Regions from separate parts of the Mus musculus genome. Here region 1 is linked to region 2. Evidence: chromatin contacts called from public Hi-C data. All regions are on one chromosome and are shown on one strand. Each heading gives the region's core, a stretch centred on a gene start, on an enhancer-like site or on the middle of the called end of the contact. The rest is flanking DNA. Distances are from core to core; before and after follow the strand shown. Region 1 has its middle 140 kb from the start of Gm34482. Region 2 has its middle 160 kb from the start of Gm12511.

The links. Hi-C and Micro-C count contacts between places; a contact is called where the count stands out from the background.
Region 1: a contact with region 2 is called in a Hi-C map of bone marrow-derived macrophages, with 2.3 times the contacts expected there. The contact joins two enhancer-like sites. A contact is called at or near these places in 1 of 39 promoter capture datasets (the 3T3-L1 cell line), 10 of 484 Hi-C or Micro-C datasets (bone marrow-derived dendritic cells, bone marrow-derived macrophages, conventional dendritic cells and 5 more), 5 of 115 datasets of contacts at active chromatin or transcription factors (bone marrow-derived dendritic cells, bone marrow-derived macrophages, embryonic stem cells and 2 more) and 1 of 9 other capture datasets (bone marrow-derived macrophages).

The regions. Positions count from the first base shown.
Region 1 is chr4:55,815,137-55,818,870 of GRCm38.p6, forward strand. No RefSeq gene overlaps it. Among named protein-coding and RNA genes, the nearest start is that of Gm34482, 140 kb to the right of the region's middle. Within about 2 kb of position 2,060, at least 28 of the 459 cell types and tissues checked have an H3K27ac peak or open chromatin away from gene starts, as enhancers often do. A contact at or near this core is called in bone marrow-derived dendritic cells and bone marrow-derived macrophages, where this site is marked.
Region 2 is chr4:55,729,816-55,733,822 of GRCm38.p6, forward strand. No RefSeq gene overlaps it. Among named protein-coding and RNA genes, the nearest start is that of Gm12511, 160 kb to the left of the region's middle. Within about 2 kb of position 2,411, at least 131 of the 459 cell types and tissues checked have an H3K27ac peak or open chromatin away from gene starts, as enhancers often do. A contact at or near this core is called in bone marrow-derived dendritic cells and bone marrow-derived macrophages, where this site is marked.

The DNA of each region.
Region 1 (3,734 bases), core at 810-3,309, 85 kb after region 2:
AGCTATACATCAAATAAATTTCTTTTTCATCTTTTTTTTACATATATGTATATCCAACACTATACTAGGAACATGATGTTCTTTTCATGTGCTGTGTGGACTTGTGAGATGCTTCAGCAGGCGATGGCATTTGGCTCTAGCATTGCAAAAAAGAAGGTAAATAAATATAAATAAAATACCTTAAGTCACATACTCAGATGAAATTGCATATGAAATCCTTGTGAGCTAAATTCTATCCCACCTAAAAGTGGGAATCGTACTACAAAGTCATCCTCTAACCTCCATGCAGGTGCTATGCTATACATGAAACCACACACACAAAGCACATATTAGTAATATTTTTTAAAAAGTCATTAAAATAGGTTGTATATCTAAAATTCAAACTTTTCCATGTGCCCTGTACGACATTCATTCATGTTGAGAATTGTAATTCTGAAATGGAAATTAATTACAAATATATCAGCATATACACTGTTGTTTTTCATATTTGATGATCTAACTAAAGCTTTGGACTTCAATGAAATTTTCTCTTTTTGACCCCAAATACATCTTTTTGGCTGGAGCACACACTGGCATCAGAAAGAATTCTGTTGGCTGACTGTCTTTGGAGTCTCTTCATATCTATTCACACACACACACACACACACACACACACACACACACACACACACACCTGTGGTATATGCACACATGCACACACATATAAATATGCTAGTGTACACACAAAGACATACATAGCATATGCACACACATATGAGTGTGTGCATATATACATGCATGTACCCTCACACACATGCTCCTTCAATCCAATCTCGCACTTGCTTCTTTCCAGCCAGTGATTGCATGTGGCTGGTGGTTTCTGTGATTGCGAAATAGTCTTGAAATACCAGTGAAGAAAGTGTTCCTCCTGCACTTGTGGCCACCCCCCCACCAGGAACTTCAGGTTTCTTTCTGCCCCCTTGAGTAGGGAAGCACTCTTGGGGTGGCTCTGTGGAAGAAACGCACAGGCTGATAAAAGAGGCAAGGTACCTCCCTGCAACATACACACAGACAGCCCCTCTGTAGCTTCTGATGGTCCTTTGGTCCTAGTTGGAATTCTATGCATACTGGATAAAACTAGTCATGAATCAGCATGGGTAATACTAAGCCAATGCAGGGAGATGTGGGGAGACAGGAGCCCTGGATCTAGGCAGGGAGCCCCTCAGAAGCAAGCAAAGCTGAACAGCCTGTGCCTGGCGTACACTCAGCCCCATGAAGGAAGAGGAGAGCTTATCATAGACAGAAGTGAATCTGGAGGGAAGGATGATTCTGGAAGCTACCAGAGGGAACAGTGAACAATGATCTGAAGCCAGAGTAATGGTCAGAATTTCCTTAAGGATGGCTTTTCCAAAAGAGAAAGGGTGAAAGTCTATGGAAAGACTTGTTGGGCTCAGTATCCAGCTAGGAGATGACTTCTCTGTTATGTCTACTGTGCTGGCTATCAGAGAACCAAATAACAAGAAGCTACGTGAAAGGGTTGTGAGAACTGCTCTTTCTTCCTAGGTCTACTGGAAGCTCATGCATGACCTTGAGTCTCAAGGTCTATGTATATTTTGGGTTGTTTAAACTGATCCCAACAAGATGATCCAGGATTGACTACTTGTTATTTCTGCTTCTCTGAAATAGTTTCCCCATTCTCCTCCATTTCCCCCCCACACCCCTATCCTTTTAATGATTATCATTTAATAGTCTTCCATTGGAATACAGACTTTTAACAGCAGCAGAATGTATGGTTTTCTCATCTCTGATCTCCCAGAGAGCTTCAAATGAGACAACAAGATGTGCTCAACACACAGATCTAGCCAAATTTCAAGTGATGAATGTGTGTGTGTGTATGTGTGTGTGTGTGTGTGTGTGTGTGTGTGTACACCTAAGGAATACACCTGGTTCTATTTAGGGGACAAAGGTCCTTTGGACCTCACAGTCCAAGGTGACAGAGAGACAAGGAAACTGGTCATCTGTGTGAGTGAGTGGTGCTACCAGTGGTGGTAGAGAGCAGGGCAGAACTCTGCAGAAAGAAGTAGTGCATTTGCCTCTGCTGTTTCTCTGTGGAAGTGATATGTGGGGGTGTGGGGGACTTGGACTATTGAGGCAGCAAATAGAGGAAGTAAATGCTATCAAAATAGAGGAGCAAGGAGGAAATAAAAGTTCTCCTAACAGAAATGCAGAGAGGCTGGGTAAAGCCAAAGGTTGGACTACTTTTCCTGCGGGTTTTTGGAATTGGGATTACTCTCCAAAGGACAAAAATGATCAGGGAAGAGACCTCCCTTTGGCAAGTGTGACACTTGCTATTTGCCAAAAAGCAGACATGTAAGCATTCCTACATCCATCAGGAAGTATCCATGCGAGGTTGGGGAGGATGCTTCCAGAAGTTTTTTGTTCCTCTTTAGGCCACCTGGTTTGGCCACTACCGCAGATGAGGCTAGTCCCATGGTTGCCTTGTATACTCAGATCCCTATAGAGGGTATGGGGCCACCCATGCCAAAGTGTGCATCTGCACATCTAGGTTGCATAAGTCTATGGAGAAAGGAAGTGCTGATCTGAGAATAAGCAGCTAGGTTATAATCATGGCATGGGGCTTCCAGAGTGGGCTGTTTGCCATGGACTAGAAACATGATACATGCAAAATTTCCCGTTTCAATTCCATATGGACCTCCCAATTAGATCTTCCAGCATTTAGTCACAAATCCAGATACCCTTCTCCTGTCTAAGAATTTACAGCATAATCCATTTACCCTTCTGTTTGTTCATTGCTGTTGCACACTGTACTGCCACATATGTCTGTTGTCAGTAGATAGGCAATGGTTGACCAGATGGTTGGATGGATTCAGAAGGTGAATAATGATAATACAGAAAATCATTCCAAACAAATATAATGGAGCATTCTGTGAGCTATGTTATGGGGAGGGGATGTCTCAGGAATTCTGGGTCTCTGAAGATCTCTCTTCTCTAGATGAGGAAGGCAGTGAAGCACCCCAAAAGGTGAGAATGGGAAAAGGCAGGGGTGTGCTTAGTCCTGAGGTATGTTTCAGGGATAGGAAGCCATGACCAGAGTTGAGTAAATATTAGGCTAGAGAGGATAATGGAAGACGAAGCTTGAAGTCATGACACAGTGATGACATTTCCTCTTCTTATATATGGAAACAACACAGATAACACAAGGACTTTGTTTACATTGGATCTCAAGAGTTTCCTCTGGAAACTCTAGAGTTTTAAAATTGTTCATAACAGCCTAGAGTTTACTCTAATGTTCTCTTGTCATTATTAAAAGATTCTGTGTTTCTGCTGGACACTTTCAGATACTTCCTTTGTTTTTCTTCTATAGATGATAGACTACATTGGAGTTCTGTCATGTTTCTGTTTCTCTTCTGAAGTGCACAAAGTTGAGGATGATAGAAATCAGTCACAGTAGCCATTGAAACTTTATTGAACACCATACTCATTTTATTTAAATTGTGACAAAGATTGACAAGAGGCTAGTAGAACACTTTAGAACTCAGTAGCTCTTCACTCTCAACTCAGAGATACCTTCAAAAAAAAAAAAACCCTGTTTGAGATCATTTCTAATGTGTGTGCACAGGTATGCATATATGTGTGTGCATGTGTGTATACATAATTGGATGACAGAAGTCAATGTCAGGACTTTTTCTTGAACACTATCTTAATTTTTGAGACAGGGTCATTCGCTGCATCTT
Region 2 (4,007 bases), core at 1,161-3,660:
TCTCAGAGTTTCTTCTCTTTTCTCAGTAAAGGTCATCTTTGCATAAAAGACCTGGAAGCAAATATTCCAATGAAAGAAAAAACTCCCCCGTAAAAAGGAGTTCGTGCACAATCAAAACGGTTTAGAACCAAGACAGGACTGCTAGTTTTCAGTGCCGTACTTTTCTGGCATGTGCTATAATTAATACAGATGTTGAACATTATACATAATCTGCATATTAGTGACCCACTGCACAATTTATATGGTAATGTCATTAATTGCACATTACCTAGGTTGCTGAATGAACATTACATAGGTTTTTTTAATGGATGTAGTTATTATAATTGAAGTCAATTATATTGCTTCTTGTGCATATCAAGTCAGTAGTGTGTGGCTGGACCTTACAGGGTCCCTGCCAAAAGAAACAGGTGTTTGTTGTGAGGACAACTTATGGGTTGGAGCAAGGGTAAGGGAAAGGGTGAACCATGGCCAGAAATGACTGGCCTGGCTGAGCCCTCTGTAAGGGCTGGGATAGTGCTACAGAGGGCAAGGCGAATGGGCATTGTCTGCTCTGAGGCAGGATCTACTTGCCCTTTTGCTGTGGGCTTAGGAGAGGGTGCAGGCTGAGCTGAAAGCCAGCACCACCCACGCTGTAACAGAACACTTTTCTCCAGGCTGACCCAAAGCTAGATGGTGGTTGCATCACTTCCTCTGGTGTTGTGGAAGCCACATGACTCTGGCATCTGGTTTGCCAGGGATGAAAGGGAGCCCTGCCTGCCCACGATGCTGGCACACAAGACCCTGGGTCCTGTGTGTCTTCTTTTAATATTCCGTTTCCCTAGCAAATGGGGTAAAGTTGCTGTAGTAGCTACTGCTGTTGCTGATGCTGAAGTTGCCTAGTGCTCAAACTCTCTGGAAGGACAACCCAAAGAACAACCCGAAGGCTGGAGAATGAAGAGGAGTTAAGGCTGTGACTCTTCTTGGTAGTCAGCTCTCTGTCACTGTGACATAAATACCCAAAGTAGTCAACTTATAAAAGGGAAACGTTTGTTTTTGTTCCTGGTTTCAATCCCTGGTCTTGTTGGTCCAGAATTTGATAGTGTTGGAATAGCAGTACATCACTGTGGTCATAAATGGGCAGGTCTCAAATCTCTCCTTCAATGACCTCCTTTCCTTCCACAAGTTTCTATGTCCTCAGCATCCTATGATCTCCCAGTTGCAGCACAGAATGCGGACCAAGTATCAGATACATAGGTCTCTGGGGACATTCATTCCAAACTACAGCATCTTTTTGTTAGATAAGGACATCTGAATGCCATGCTCGCCTGCTGTGAGTGTTGCTACCTTCTTTAAACTTCATGAAAGAGCAGGCAGGGGTTTTTTGTTTTGTTTTGAATTGACAGAGACTCTAAAGAGATTGTTTTTTAAACCCAGTGATGTACCCTCAGACATGCACACATACATGAATGCACACACATGCACACAGCACTGGTATACATGACAGACAGGTCCTCTTAGCTAATGTGATGCTAAGATTCCAGAGAGCTTGGAAATTTACTCAGTAATACCCAAATAATACCCATACATATGCATGAATGTTCTCTGTGTTTGGTCTCTGTCTCTGTCTCTATCTGCCTCTGCCTCTGCCTCTGCCTCTGCCTCTGCCTCTGCCTCTGCCTCTGTCTCTGTCTCTGTCTCTGTCTCTGTCTCTGTCTCTGTCTCTGTCTCTGTCTCTGTCTCTGTCTCTGTCTCTTCTCACAGTGTTAGTGGAAGGTAAGATGAGATTTTGAACTCCATTTGATTGAGGCTGATTATCACATTCAGGTCATCTAGGCCACTGTGTCGCAGTTTTATGGCTTTATTTTGGAAGGTCACTCTGGAAGCTCAGGCTGAAATAAATGACAAAGGGCAAAGTTCACACACACACACACACACACACACACACACACACACACACACACCAGATTCAAGTGACTAGGAAAGAAGGAAAAAGAATGCTCTTTTACAAATTTTCCTTTTTTTCAATTTTTTATTGGATATTTTCTTCATCTACATTTCAAATGCTATCCCAAAAGTCCCCTATAACCCCCCCGCCCGCCCTGCTCCCCTACCCACCCACTCCCACTTCTTGGTCCTGGCATTCCCCTGTACTGGGGCATATAAAGTTTGCAAGACTAAGGGGCCCCTCTTCCCAATGATGGCCGAAAAGGGGGAGCCTGATTTTCCTGGGAACCTGTGATGTATGGACTAGCACGTCTTCTCTGCTTCTCTGTCCATTCACTCACCCACCACTCCTCTGCTAATGCCTGGCTGGCCAGGAATACACTTTCTATTTAGAAAGCAAAGGCAGCCAGCTTTGGGCCTGGGCCTGGAGACTGACTCACTGTTGTTGGGATGACACATTGCCTGCACACATTTCACAATTCTCTGAAACACCAGACTTATTTCTGTGAGTATGCAGAGGCCCACTTCACCATCCACCTAAGGCCACACACAAAGGCTGTGCTATTTTTCTTCCCTGGGGCCTAAATGGATGGCAGGACTTCCTATGCCTGAAACATCACCCTCGTTTGGAAGGAGAGAAACACCGGCCAAGAATTGCAACGTTTTTTAACCAGAGTCTGGCTAGCTTTCAATAGCTGCACGCCAAAGCTATACCAGACAGAGAAATGGCTATGAATGGGGTAGGGGTTGGACTGAGGCTTAAAAACAAGGCAGAAAAAAATACAGATAACAGAGAAGAAAAGAGAGGAGAGGAGAGGAGAGGAGAGGAGAGGAGAGGAGAGGAGAGGAGAGGAGAGGAGACAGAATGAGATAGTACATAGGAAGTAAAAGAGGAAATTTAAATAGAGAAAGGTTGCACAGAAATGATTGAAGAATTGGAGCAGAGGGCGAGAGTTCCAGGCTGTGATCATTTCTTCATGTGCCTTTCCCTCCATTTTTGGGTGAGCACTCTTAATCCCCATTACTAAGAAGCAAGAACAGGGGACCAGGAAGTTACAATCTAATGTCTCAGGTGGAAGGGAAGACATTTTTGTTTATTAAACAAACAAACAAACAAATATACATACATACAAGCAAACAACAACCTCATATTGTCGACCAGGCAGACCCAGCACTCACTAAGTAGCCCAGGCTGGTATGGTACTACTTATGGTAGTCTTCCTGCTTGACCTATTGATTTCTGGGATAACAAGTATGCGAAGCCAGCTCGCTCTACATCAGTGTGAGGGGCTTGGACAGTCTTCCACAGTCTTTCTGGAATCTGAAAGCCTAAAGGATACTCTTGTTGACCAGAGAGCTAGCTGGGAAGGCCGAGAATCTGGATGGCCAGTGACAGTGGCCTCTGAGGAGTTGTTTATGCACTTAGACATTAAGTGCCTAAGACTTGAAGGGCCGGCCCCATATTCAAAGCCCTGGATTCAGAACTATCTGGAAACTTCCTCCAGGGTAAACAAAAACAAGCACTTCAGCTCCCTTGCCAGGGCATCTCGCTCCAGAAAGGACGGGAAGGAAAGGAGAGTGATGCTGCTTGTTCCCCTGTGAAGGAAAGGTTACAACAACATTTTCTCTGGGCAGCTGTGAGGTCGGCAGGCAGACTTTTCTCTGGTAACCATCTCGATGTGTCTGTGTGGAAAGTACCTAAGAATGACTAAGCCCTGGCTGAGTTGATTCATTTGTCACTTCACTTGTGGGACTTTGGCCCTGTTCTAGAGGCCACAGAGTGTTTTCAGCACATCTGACCCAGGCCTCCATGTAGGGTGGCAGGTGAGAGAGAGCACAGACTTATAGGACTCTGTTTATAGGGAAGGACCCCAGGGAGGAGGGAGGGTTTGGGCTCACTGGAATCCTGTCAGGACTTCTAAGAAGTCTAAACTCCTAATCCCTGTCAGCAGAGGAGTCAGGAGTCTGTGCAAGTGGCCAGAGTTTGAACGGAAATGCTCATTCACGGAGCATCCAAGATAGGCTGGAAGTTTACTTAAAGTTGTCTCGTCCTTCCTCACGCTAATAGTGTGAGGCAAGTGTTG